Regions from separate parts of the Sus scrofa genome. Here region 2 is linked to region 1. A link is a contact called in public HiChIP or PLAC-seq data. All regions are on one chromosome and are shown on one strand. Each heading gives the region's core, a stretch centred on a gene start, on an enhancer-like site or on the middle of the called end of the contact. The rest is flanking DNA. Distances are from core to core; before and after follow the strand shown. Region 1 overlaps LOC102163764 (a long non-coding RNA gene). Region 2 overlaps ZMIZ1 (zinc finger MIZ domain-containing protein 1).

Region 1 (6,624 bases), core at 462-2,961:
GGACAGCACCCTGTCCACCCCAAGTCAGGAAAGTCACAGAGACAATAATGCTCCCTGGCCTGGTCGTCTGCTTCCTTCTCCCCCATTTCCCGGTCCCCTTGTAAGTGGGCAGGGTCATGTGACTGGCCAAGGAAAAGCCCATCAGAGGGAAGCGTGCCCCTTGCTGGCTGCTGCAGGGAAAGTCCTGTGTGGGATTCTGGCCCACGGCTCGACTGACCCCAGGACCTGGAACAGTGGCCCACACAGTGAGACTCCCTGGGTGAGGGTCTTGCAGAGGTATGCCCCTCCCCCAAACACCCACATATAATTCACAGTGTGAGGGAGAAGAGATATTTTTGCTCTGTTAAGCCCCCAAGATTTTTTTTTTCTTTCCTGGAGCATAGCACATACTAACCTAACCTAACTAATATGCTAAAGTAGCCCCATGATATTTGTTCTTTGGGGCCCAAAAGACCACCATGGAGAAAAGTTACGTGAAAATAGATTTTAGCTCAAACGTAAAAAAAATACTACCACCCCCCAACCTGCTCCCCAGCCCGCAGAGGGACTCAGTTCTGTCTCTCAGAGGGCAAGTCCCTGCTCCCTTGCCATGCCACGTGTCAGATTATTGCCTCTCAGCACAAAATGGAGCTAGAGTCTTTCTAAAAAATAGTTGAATGTTTTAATAATTTAAAGAATTTATTGCTTTAAATTGTGGTCAAATACACATAATTTAAAATTTACCAACTTAACCTTTTTTCTTTCTTTCTTTCCTTTTTTTTTTTTTTTTTTTTTTTTGTCTTTTTAGAGCTGCACCCGGGCGTATGGAGGTTCCCAGGCTAGGGGTCAAATCAGAGCTGTAGCTGCTGGCCTATACCACAGCCATAGCAACATGAGATCTGAGCCACATCTATGCCTACATGCCAGCTCATGCTCATGGCAATCCCAGATCCTTAATCCACTGAGCAAGGCCAGGTATCAAACCCGCGTATTCATGGATGCTAGTTAGATTTGTTTCCACTGAGCCATGACGGGAACTCCCAACTTAACCATTTTTAAGTCATCCACCTCCAGAACTCTTTTCTGGCAAAACTGAAACTGTGAGATCATGCTTTACAAGAGAGATATCTAAAGATGAGCTGGGCTGCTTCAGGACATGGTGTGCAGCGTGGTTTTGCACACATATGTAGCTGAGGCTGATAGTCTTTGGCGGGCGGAGGCGGGGAGGAAAACCAGCAGAGTGGATTGGAGATGTACCTCCTGTGCTCCGGGGCCCCTCTGCCAGCATGGCACCTTTGTGTAAATGGCGAAGCAGCTTTCTCTGTGCGGTGAATCATCCACAGGTTCTCTGGGTAGAAGAACTGCTTTAAAGAACCCTGTATGAGTGACCAGCAAGTTTAAAAAGCGAGGCAGAATGTCAGCACCACGTGTTCCTTGGCTGGGCATCTTTGGGCGGGGCAGAAACCACTGCACTGTATGTTGCAGCCCCATGTGCTGGGCACCATGTCAGCCCTTTCTACGTGCCATCTCATTCTTTCACTTAGTGCAGTCATCCAGCACACTGGGTGGCATTATCCCTACTTGACAAAATGAGAAAACTCAAGCTCAGAAAAATTTCAGTACATTGCTTAAAGTCACAGCTTGTAAACAGCAGAGTTGTGGTTCAAATGCAGTCTGTCCACTTCTAAGTCCAGTGCTCTTTGTACTGCCTACAGCTGTCCTCACTTGACCCGGGAGTCTATGCCTGAGGTCAGACCATGTACAAAGCCAGGACTCAGGCCAAGGGCCCTGGACTACTGGGGCGAGGCTTCCTGCTTTCTTAGTCCCAGCAAGAAAAGTGAAATTTCCACTGGGGTGATAAACAGGCACTATTTACAGTGCTCTGTCTTACCTGAGTAAAAATATTTAAGGTGGTGTCACAACAAAATGTGTTATTTTGTCTACAAAGCTATTCATAGGGGCTGAAGGATGCTATGAAATATTTGCCACTGGAACCAAACAACATTCTCCTCTTCCATTTCCAGCTCTGTCTGAGGACCTGGACCCTGAATAGGAAGCACAACATACTTAATTTTCTCAAATACCACTAGTTAGGGAAAAAAAAAGCAAGAGAAAAACAGAGTAATTTCCTTTCTCATCTCCTGTGCAGGTGATTGGCTTGCAGGACTGGCTGGAGGGGGAGTGATTTTGTTTCTTGGATAATGGAATTAAGTGGGTACCTCCTGATTTAGTCCCCAAAATGGAGAAGTGGTGTTTATGTTCCTGAAACATGAAATCAGTAGAAACATAGCTTCGGAAAGAAAGGAAAATGAGAAAGAAAATCACCAATCATTTGATTATACGACAACTTGTGAACATTCACATACTTGATTGTCCTCTGCAAATCTGTAGGAAGTATGATTTTTTTTTTTTTTTAAAGGTGCTGGTTTCAGCATGTTTTTGTGAGAATAGGCTATGGCAGCTGGGAAGGAAAGTGTTCTGGAACAAACAGTGGCCCTCACATCAGAGTTCGCAAAGCACTTTCACCTGTGTTATCCTTGTCCTGTGTTCCAGTTCGGGCCCGGCTCTCGGGGCTCCCTCTCAGCCTCCCTGTTCCTGCTTCATGGACTTGGAACACCACAGTGCTGTTGTCTCGTCCCACTGGCTCTGCCCTGTGCACTGGCAGACAGATGCCTATGCAGAGTCCACTCTGCTGGTCCTCAGCCGTCTGCCCGCACCACCTCCTGCTCACCTCTTCCTCATCTTTTCAGTCTGTGCTTAGCTTTGCTGCTGCCACTTCCCGACGCCTTTTCTGAGTGCTCCTGCCATGGCTGGCTGTCCCTCTTCCCTGTTCTCCTGTGTCCTCTGTATTTCTAGTCAATGCGATCGACGTCTCTTGCCGTCTTCTTGCAGAGGATCTGAGATGTTGCAGAGGATCTGACTGAGAGGCCCCTGAACATGGAGAAGTGTCTCCCCTAGGCAGATGCTGAACCTTGCACAGAGCGGGACTCAGCATCTGCACCCGAGAAATATCAGGCGAACCATCAAGAGGGTGGTGTCATTGTCCCTAGCATATAGATGAAGAAACAGGGACATGGAGGCAGGCTGTGTGTCCTGTGTCCCCGGTGAGTTAGAGATGGCGCCTGGACCAAAGCCCAAGGTGAGTGACTCTGGCATTCTCATTTGGTGTGGAGCATGTGGTCTGCATGGAACAGGAGCCTGGTGTGTGTTTGAGGCCATGCCTCTTAGAGCTCCAGCTTCCTCTCTGAGAAGCAGAATTGTCCTGGGGTGAAGAAGCCATGTGTCATGGTGCCACCACTGGGTGGTGTTCTCTGCATCCAGGGTAAGGACGGAGAGGTGGCACAAGGATTTGGAAGTCACTATAGATTGACTTCAGATGAAGGGATTAACCTGGACCAGGTTGGGACCTCAAATGGGAGGAGTGAAGTTGTGTCAACTGCTTTAACGAAGGTGGGTGTTTACGGTCTCCATTATACAGGCACTTGCTGTCTTCTATTTAAAAGATAAGGTTGAAAGGGGAGATGACATTGTGAAAAGAGATAAAATAAAAGCAAACAAAAGATAATATTCAAAAAGGAACTGGACGAAATAGCAAGAGCTGTCTGTGGTGGTAAAAGGAAACACACACATGGGAGAGAAAAACACCACCCTAATTATAGCCGCTGGAGGCTGCAAGGGAATGTTCGCAGCAGCAGCACAGCAGCCCCCCTTCCCTCCCAGCATCATTACATAAAACCAAGAGAGCCATTCAGTTAATGTGTTTCTCCCAAATGCCTACTATGTGCATTCCCCTGAGGACAAAAATGCTCTTGCAGCCCAAGAAAAATGACAATAAAATCAGATTTAAAAAAAACAAAAACAAAAACACGAGGACAGTCTGCAGTGCATGGCGGGAACCCAGAGGAGGGGGTGATCATCTACCTAAAGGAATTGAGGGTGGAGTGAAGGAGACACTGGAGTGAGCCCGGATGAGTGAGGGTGACAGGTGGAGAGATGGAGGAAAGAGTGTCCAGCAGAAGCAGCCACACAGAGAGCCTGCAAATGAGTTTGTTGTGATTGGGAGAAGAAGCTGGAAAAGGGATAATGGTATTTGGTACTGGTTATTGAACCCGTAGCCCTGGGCTAATTGCACTACACCTATTAACTGATCTGTTCAGCACACCATTTTGAGGTAGGCGCTATAATTACCTCCACTTTAGGAGTAGAAATACTGAGTCACTGAGGTTCAGTAACTTGACCAAGATCACGAGGTTGGTGTGGACTCAGATCCAGGTCTCTGTCTCTAAACCCATGTTTTAGATATTAAAATCTTCCAAGAGTTACCCATTGCTGGTGACAAGTTCCCCCCAACTTTCTGAGGGTCAGGCTCCTGAGAGCAGTGGCACAGGGCAGTTCTAGGTTAGGTAGGGTCTCTCATGAAACTGCTGTCACGGTGTCAGCCAAGGCTATAGTCATTTAAAAGCTGGACTGGCTCACTCTGGTGAGTATTGGCAGCAGGCTTCTGTTCCTCCTGATGTGGGTTGTCCATAGGGTAGCCTTCGCTTCCCTCAGGACAAGTGATCAAGACAGAAGGGGGATGGTCAAGATGCCAGGTGTCTCTTATACCTACTTATTTCCAGTGGATATCATTGGTCACATAGACCAACCGTGGTAGGTGTAGAGGAGACCACACACAGGTGCTACATGAGTTGGTGATGTGAGACGCCATCTCAGAAGCTGCCTACCACACATGGCAGCTTAAAGTATCAGGAATTTTTGTTCCAGAAAGACATGGGTTAGGGGAATGGGGATCTGATGCTTGGATTCCTCTAGTGGGAACTCAAGGGCAGAATTTGTTATAAATGCATGTGGAGAAGCCTAATTTGATCCCTCCTGAGAGGCTGAGCAGGTCTTCCCTTCCCAAAAGCACATGCGGCAAAATGGCCCTTTCTCCCCACCCTCTGCTCCAAGCTCCCTGGTTTTGCAGCCATTTGTCTAAAGGTCTCTGCTCACAGTAGGTGCTCTCTGTCATGCTGGCAGAGTTGAATTGGCTGTTGCTGCAGCTCTGGGGACCCTGAGCTGGGCAGTTGTGTTCAGAACTCCTTCAAGCCTGTGTGCCCACTTCCTCAGGCTGGCTCATATTCTGTCCCTCTGAAACTATCACCCACGCATCCCAGTCAGGGACTTCCCATAGACTCGCAGCAATCCAGGCATGAGTAGTGGTTCTGAAAGGCTTGGCTTCTCTTTCTGAGGATTTTAATGGCACACAAAAATAAACAAAGCTTGTGGGATCCTTGATGTCTTCGAATTGCTTTTTAATTACTGCTTCTTTTCAAGAAGGCAGGCTGGCCCCACTCCTAGGTGGACCCCTGCATTCATACAAGCATAGCTGAGGCTGGGGTCTTTGGGCTCAGAGCGTCCCAAAGTGTGACTGACCATTTGGAAATTAGCACTTCATTAGAGGGACAGCCTTTGGCCACAGAACTAAGACTAGCTCCCAGGAACCAACATCTCCCACCAGCTCCCAAAGTGATTTTTCTAGAACCCACCTCAGAGCACACCACTCCTCACTCAAAACTCTCCTTATACCTCCCTGTCTTCAGGATCCAGCTCCGACTCCTCGGTGTGGCTTGAAAGGACTGTCACGATTGGCCTCTGCCTGCCCCCCAGCCTCCCCCACTGCTGCCCCTCCTGTCTCCTCCAGCCCCTCTCCAGTTTCTACTGCAGTCAGATCCAACTGTTTGTAGTCGGTGAATGATCAGTGCTGTCTTTCACCTCACCGCTGCCTCCAATGCCCTTCCCGTGTGTGTAACATCCATGTGTGTTTCAGAATTAATCTTCACCTTCCCATCATCTGGAAAACCTTCCATTAACCACCCCCAAGTTGAATTACATTCTCCTTTCCTTGCTCCCGCAGCAGCAAGACAGTGGTGCTGCTGCCTTGACTCTTGGCAGCTTCTTGGATGTCCTAACCAATGTCCCTACCTTTGATGAGACCCTTCACCCATATTTAGGAGAGCTGGCTTGTGAAGCTAATCATGAAGAAAGTCACCTTGGGAGGGAAGGGGTTCTTGTTCATCATGGCTCTCAGTGGTTCAGGCAAGCATGGTGTGCCCCTCATGCATCCTTGTGGTCTCTAGGTCACCAGGAGTACAGGGCAATAGCTCGTGAAATCTGTGTGAAAAAGCAGAAGTGGTCCAGCCAGCTGAGCCATGATGCCTTCATATCTGGGAAGACCCTACCCTTATGTCGAGATGAGACTCCTGGGTTGACACTTGGCTTCATTGGTTCAGGCTGTCTGCTGCCAACACTTCACATTCTGCATTCTTGCCTCTGGACAGCTTGACAAGAACATGCAAGGAGCAGCAAGGACTTTGAGTAGATGCAGTGTCAAATCCCAACATCACAATGAGCAGTGTGGACTTCAGCCAGTGACATAAACTCCTGGGGTGTCAGTGTCCTTACTGGCCAAGCAGAGGCAACGTTCCCGAGGGGACATAAATGAAAGACATAATACAGCCTTAGTTCTGTCCCCCCCTCTCTTCCTCTGATCAAAATGTATGCTGGGCTCCACTAAGGAGAAAATAGAAAGAAAATACAGACTGCCTTCAAGAGCTCCCAGTCTAGTTTAAGGGGTGACACCTAGACATGTAGATTTATGATATG
Region 2 (6,995 bases), core at 623-3,122, 560 kb after region 1:
ACCCACCCCCACACCCCATTCGCTGGCCCAGGGATCCCATCCTGGACCCTGCCCACTTCCTCTTGGAATATCCACTGCCTTCTGTTCTCCAGCAGCCTTTGGCAGTCTCTCGGGTTGAAGGCACCAAGTTCCACATCAGAAAGCTCCATTGTGCCTATTGTTTAAATATAGATTACTAATGAAATGCCTTTTCATTGCCTTCCCAGTGAATAGTTTCGTGTAAAGTTAATTTGCAGTGTTATGTAAATTCTGTTTAACTTCAATCAAGTTTCTAATTATGTTTTTACCGCGGTAATTCCCATTTGATTTGTCATCTCCTGTTAGGTATTTAATGTTCAGGGTGGGCGGGTTTGCTTGCCCTCCGTCTCTCGGTTTTCCGAGGCCCGCTCCCTCCCTGACCCCTGTCTGCCTCCCTGTCTGTCTTCCTCTGCTCCTGCTTCCTTCATCCCCGGCTCCTTCCCTGTGGACTGTTCCCACCTCCTCTCCTTACTCCTTCCCTTCTTCTTCGTGCAGCTATTCCTTCTTCCTCTCCTGTTTCCCTCTGCTCTTTCTAGCTTTGTGTCTCCCCTCCTCTGCTTCCCTCCTCCCTCCCTCCCATCTTCTTTCTTGCGGTCACTCCCCCATCTTCCTTCTCTTTCCATTTCTCCATCACTCCTTCTTTCTCTTTTGCTCTTCCTCTCTCTCTGTTGTTCCTTGCCTTTCTTCCTCCACCCTCTCTCACCCCCAACCCAGCCCTCTCTTGCTCTGTCTCTCATTGTCTGGACCCCATGTCTCTCCTTCCCCACCGTTTCTCCTCTCTCACCCCTCCACCGCCTTCCTCTCACCCTGTAGACCTTCACTGATGCCACATGTTAAGGCAGCTTCCATGGGTGCCCGGGACAGACAGGATGAGAGGTGGGCTGGCTCCGGGAGCATCCCTCCGGAACCCAGGACCTGGCCCTGGGAAACCTTGTCAAGGATGCTGTGGAGGACAGGCCTGGCCCGAGGCTGGGGGCCCAGGCCCTGGTACAATGGGAACTGCTTAAGGGCATGGGTGCTAGAAGTGAACTCTCAGGGTGCAGATCCTGACCGGCCCCTTACTAATGATGTGACTTTCTGGTTGCTAGTCCCTCCTCTGTAAAATGGGGTGACATTACCTACCTTGTAGGGTTGTGAGGATTCAGCGGGATGGTATTTGAAAAAGGGTTTAGCAAGGGGTCTGGCAGGAATTGGCTTTCATTTGAGAACGCTTGGCCACACCTTTCATATCTCTGTGGCCTTCCTGAGGTGCCTCTGTAGCAGGTGTCTGTGCCACTGGGGCGGTGGCGGTCAGGCCTGAGGCCAGGCCAGGGTGGGTACCAGCCACAGACCCTCACAGAGCTGGTGGCCACCCCCCCTCCCCCAGAATCCCTGTCTCAGCCCTGCCTGTCAAGAGATGGGGCCTCCTTCTTCTCCTTTAGACGGCTCATCTCAGGGCTGTGAAGATGAACAGACCTGCCTTCTGGGAAAGATCTGAGGCCCAGACCCCCAAAGCTGGAAGAGGCCTCGGGACCCTGGCCCCCAGACCTTTCCCAAACCACAAACCAAAGGCAGAGCTGCTGTACCAGGTTGGACTAAACACCCCTCTCCTCCCCTTTCTCCCACCCTGGATGCCCCCCGGGGCCAGGCCATGGACTCAGGCTGCAAAAATCACTGCTCTGGGTACCAGGTCCTGACAGGCCTTTGGCTGACTCCCTGGAAGACTCCCCTCGGAGCCCCAGCTCCCCTGCTGCCCACGTCCAGCCCTGGGCTTTGGGATTCTCCCTGCCGTCAGCGTCAGCATCAGCATCAGCGTCAGCGGCTGGGCGGCCACGGTTTCCCAGCAGGCATCTGCCCTCTGGGTGGGGAGGGCGGAAGGAAAACACCAGATCAGGCCAGGGCTGAGGGCTGGCGCATGCTCCTCCCCCTCCTTCTCCCCTCCTCCCCCTCCCCCTGCGCTCTTCCCATCCACATGGCCCTGACGCGGCCAGGAGGCAGAAAACAAGTGTTTGGAGAAGGCATTCTTCTGGGTGAAGAAAGGCAGGCCTGGTCACTTGTCCTTCAGACACATGGAAACCTGAGCCTGCTGGGCCGCATGACCACCTGACCCTGGCCGTGTGTGTGTGTGTGTGTGTGTGTGTGTCTCCCTGGTCCAGGAAACCTTAGCCAGTCACGTGGCTGCTTTCCCTGTTTGTCTAAGTAAGCAGTTCAGGCCGGCTGCAGCCAGGAGGCTGAGACAGGGAGCCAGGGGAGGGGGCCGCACTGGTGGGGGATGGGAGTGGACATAAGGATCTCTGGGGACAGAGGGCAGCCCTGTGCTGGGTCCTGGAGTTCTTGGGCCTCTGGATTTGGTGGGGGGAGGCCTGGCCTGAGGAAGGGCCCTGCTTCTGACCGCACCCCCCCATACACACTCCCCAGACCTCCCCCAACTCCATCTGTCAAGAAAAGGTATTGGGTTTACTAACTACAGAGAACACATCCAGCCTAAAATGCATCCTCTGTCCAGAGGCAGCTCAAAAAGGCCGAGCCCTGGCCAGAGAGGGATGCACGTGGAAGCAGCCACTGCCTCTGGTGTCCCCTGCTGTGTGCTGCTGAGTCCTGGCCCCTCAGCAGGAGAGCCCAGATCAGCCCATCGTCATCGTGCATCCAGCAGGCCACTGATTAATCCGTCAGAGAGGTATTAGCACCCATTGTGTGCCAGGACCTGGGCTGGGCAAAGGGTTAGGGTTGTCAGCACACGGGTCTTCTAGAACTTCTGTGGATCTCACACCTGTGACTTATTTTCCTCCTGTTGGATAGGCAGGATCACCTTCGTTGCAAAGACCGTGTGGCAGCCGTGTCCCACCCCACTGCCATTCCAGGAGAATGAAACCTCTGTGTTAGGAAGGGGATGCCAGAGAAGGTGAGGGGCATCACTGAGTCCCTCATGGACCAAGTAGTTGATACAAGAGTCCCTGTCCTCCAGGGAGGTGGGATGGAGCTGGGCTTCCAGAGCAGATGTGGGCAGAGTGCAGACACCCTGAGCCCGGACATCTGGGGGCCTTCTCTGAGACAGCTGAGGCAGCGGAGCCCTGGAACACAGCTCAGGGCCTCCCTCACCCTTTCTCCATGTTTACCCGGTCTGCACTTTATAACCAGAGAGGGCCTGGCAGAGGAGGAGGGCTCTGGTAGCCTTTGGGGACCACAGTTCTGAGAACCTGCCTGAGTTCAAATGTCTGTTTGTCTGTCCCCCTCCCTCCCCGCTACTTTCTCTCTCTCTCTCTCTCTCTCTCTCTCTCTCTCTCGTTCCTTTGACAAACATTTCCTGGCAACCAAGTCAAGTCTGTGCCAGTCTGTGCTTAAGTAAAAAGCACATCCCTGGCCCTGGAGATTCTCACTGCTAAGCTGGCATCTCAGGGTGGGCCGGGGGTCCGACCTGAGCTGAGGCCCAGGGAGAGGCAGCCACTGCGTGGGGATGAGGGTGCAACCGACCCCACAGGCTGCCCTGGGTTCTGGGGAGGCTTAGGTGTACTTTCCCTGGATGGGCCAAGGCCAATTCCACCAGGTGCTTGGGATGAGGGGCACAGAGAACTGGCATTGGGGCCGCACAGAGCCTGGTTGGACCTTGTCTCTGTTGTGAGAGGACTTAAGGGTGTTCAGCCTGGAGCTCAGGAGCTCAAGGCCATTCTGATAACAGCTGGAAAACTCCTATCCAGCTAAGGAACGGAAGTGGGGTGACCAGTGGTTGAGCCAGTGACGCAGGCCAGGCATCCTGCCACCCACGGCTGAATGTGAATTCTGGGCAGGGATGATTTTAAAGTCTGTGTGTGCCCAACCTCATTTGCATGCATCCAGGGTTGGGAGGCTCACTACTGTGCCGTGGCCATCTTAGTAACTCTTGCTGGTAACTCATGCCCTGGCCACACAGCAGGCTGAAGTCTGGCTTCTGTTTTCCATCCTGCTCACGTTAGGCCCACAGACCTGAGGCTTTAGCCTCCTTGACCTAGTCCCTCCCAAGATTGGCTGCTTCCAGGTAGAGCATCAGGCTGGGCCCCCACAGAACCCTGTCAGGGCCTGTTTGATTGGACCAGTATAAACATGTCGTCACTGTCCTGTGCTGGACAGCCAAGGTGAGGCCAAGGTCAGTCCCTGCCTGAATGAGCAGTCCCACCTTCCCAGCACAGCAGGCCCTGGGGCTGCCCACGGAGCAAACAGGAGACCTGGATCCCAGTTCTGTCCCTGTCCCTGGGGTGATCTCAGGCAAGGCCCGGCCCCAGTTGGTCCAGACCGCCTCCCATTTGCACTCCTCCCTGACGCTGAGCTACAAGAGGCCTTTGTTCCTGGTGGGGCCGCAGCCTGGAGAAGTGCTGCACACTCTCTGGCCTGTTTGCTTGCTGAGTTGCCTGTTTGCCAAGCAGCCCTGAGAGACTGGGATGCTGTGGCCTCCCATAGTCTGTGTCCCAGGCTTAGGGCCTCTGTTCAAGCCTCTTCCCCCTCACTGGGCCAGGACACTAACTTCTCTACTCCCATGACATATCCACCTGCAGGCAGGTGAGGCCCCAGCTTCTGAGGCCCACGGAAATGGGTTGGGTTCACATGGAGCCCATGGGTGGCCCTGCAGCCCCTGGGCAGATGTCCCATCTCACCCAGACATCTGACACTTATAAGGATCCAGGCATTTAAAACTTGAGTGGGGGAATAAAGGCATCTTATTACCCTGGGTGCTGTGCCCATGGTTTGACATCACATTGTCCCTGACTTGGGGGCCGCCCTGCCCAGCTGAGATGCCACACCTTCTATGGAAAGTACCACACTGCCCCTCACCTTTGAACCCTGGGAAGTTCTGCCTCTGAGGCCTGAAATCTACCCCTCTTCAGTGCCTCCCTTTGTCCTGGTCCCTCCAGCCTGGCTCCTTGGAGGTGACACTGCCACTCTGCCGGGAGTGGAGGAAGATAGTGACCGATGCCCAGGGCGGGGCTGATTCCTGCAGCCCCTACTCAGCTGTGCCTAAGCTGTGAGCTCCTGGGAATAAAACCCAGGAGTGCTTTTGTCAAGGCCTCTTGCTGCAAAACAAAGAACTGAAGGCCTAGAGGTCAGGGGCCAAAGGCCGCCAAGCAGGGTGGGGCAGCCTTGCTTACTCCTGCCCCAGAAAAGTTTGGTGCTTCTGAGGAGGCCTCCTCGGGGGCCCTGCTCCCTCCTGGGCTGGGTGGGGCCTGTGGGACAGGAAGCCATAGCAGGCCAGGAGGATGGGACTCAGGGTGGCCTGGGCCTGAGCCAGGGATGAGGCGAAACCCAACTCTGGCCTGGCCCCAGGGCCACAGCCACACAGGTCACCCACCCAACAGGAAACCCTACCCGACACCCCCTTTGTCCCACCCCGTGTTTCCCGCGGGTGGCGCTTCTACTGTTTCCTGTAGGAGCTGCTGCCAGGAATCATGCCCTCTTGAGAAAGGAAGCTGGACCTCAGGCTCGGGGCTGCCCTGCCTCTGACCTGTTCTGACCCCCTCCCGGGACCTCCCGTTGGTGGAAGCTCTGGGCCCAGGCCCATCCCTCACCCACACAATGCTGGTGACTTATCTTCTCCTAGACAATCAGTCACCTTTAGGGACCTGGCAAGACAAACCTCACAGTGAGGCCAGGCCTGGAGCCTGGAGACCAGGGTTTTTATCTGGCATCCACCACTAGCTTGCTGGTGTATGTGGGCTAGTCACTCAGCCACTCTGGGCCTCATCTGTAGAAAGAAAGGGGAAAGGAGGAAGCCTTGCCCAGCTATGACATCCCATAGGACATCCCATAGGACAACTTATACCCTATAGGACAGCCAGCTTTGGGGTCCCAGCCCCTCACCCCCATGCATCTCACATCTCTCTGTATCCAACCCAGCGGGGCGCAGTGTCTATGATGCCCCCAAGCAAGGTAAGAGATGTGAGTAGTTGCCAGTTGTCCCCATGGGGGATGGGGATAGTGATGCTATCCCGGCCCCACTCTGGGTCATCCCACTGACAACACAGAGGCAAAGCTGGGTACCTCTGCCCAAGAGGGAGCCCGCCCTTCTCCCCTCTTCACAAGAGCTGAAAGGTGGAGTGTGCCAGGTCTCTCTGCCATGCTCAGGCAGGCAGGCCAGGTGGCAGCCTTGTGGACCAGAAGCCAGGAAGTGGGCAATCTGAGGGGCAGATTCTCCTGCCACTCTCCCGCCCCCCTCCTCTCTCCTGGTAGGTGCTCTGAGGCCTTCAGTTTTCCTTTGGCCGTGACGTTGAACTTACAGTGCAGGGAGGAACAGAGCAATGATACTAAGCACTCCAAACCCTCCTAAGCCCTTCTGTAGCACTCTGTGGGGATGCTGCTCCGATCGTGACCTACAGGAATTCACATTCACCATGACAGCATCTCTGTGAGGTCACTTTTCCATTATCCCCATTTCCAGAGGAAGAAACTGAGGCACAGACAGGTGAATCAGTCAGCCCAGGGTGGTTATGCAGGCATTGAACCAAAGAGCTGGCCCCTGAGTCTATGCTCTTGGCCACAGAGCTGCACAGCTTCTCATCACCCACCTCCCCAGCCTGGGGGCCCCAGCCTAAGCCCAGCTCAGTGTCAACAGGGGTCGCAGCGTTTTCCCAAAAGAGGGCAAAAGGAGGATCAAGATGCCAAGGTTAGCAGACCCAAGTCACCTTGACATTGGATAAGCTAACAGAGCCGGAGCCACCCTGAGCTCATGGATGAGCTGAAAGCTTATCAGCACCGGAGAAGACCGTAGGTCCAAGCAACCCAAGGCCCTGCCTTTATGGTGACAGCTCAGCCTCCAGTGGCCTTGGACACATTGCCGCTCTGAGCCTCAGCCTCTGCATCTGTCAAATGGGCCTTTCAGAGCCAGTGGCATAAGGAGCTATGAGGAGTTGTTGAGATATTGTGAACCCAGTATCTGATTCCTGTGGCCCCTTGATGGCAGTGTGAATTTCCTTCCCAGGGCATCAGGCCACAGGGACGGGGACATTCCTGGCAGCAGGATTAGGGTAGGCGAG

Evidence for each region. HiChIP or PLAC-seq counts read pairs in DNA pulled down with a chosen protein or histone mark.
Region 2: an H3K27ac HiChIP or PLAC-seq map of skeletal muscle shows a contact between it and region 1, with 6 times the contacts expected there. The contact joins two enhancer-like sites. A contact is called at or near these places in 2 of 2 datasets of contacts at active chromatin or transcription factors (alveolar macrophages and skeletal muscle).

Annotation. Positions count from the first base shown.
Region 1 is chr14:80,916,315-80,922,938 of Sscrofa11.1, forward strand. The region is part of intron 6 of LOC102163764 (a long non-coding RNA gene); the gene reads left to right. Among named protein-coding and RNA genes, the nearest start is that of RPS24, 450 kb to the left of the region's middle. Within about 2 kb of position 1,712, at least 13 of the 83 cell types and tissues checked have an H3K27ac peak or open chromatin away from gene starts, as enhancers often do. A contact at or near this core is called in skeletal muscle, where this site is marked.
Region 2 is chr14:81,481,014-81,488,008 of Sscrofa11.1, forward strand. All of the region lies in intron 3 of ZMIZ1 (zinc finger MIZ domain-containing protein 1), which reads left to right. Among named protein-coding and RNA genes, the nearest start is that of ZMIZ1, 75 kb to the left of the region's middle. Within about 2 kb of position 1,873, at least 57 of the 83 cell types and tissues checked have an H3K27ac peak or open chromatin away from gene starts, as enhancers often do. A contact at or near this core is called in skeletal muscle, where this site is marked.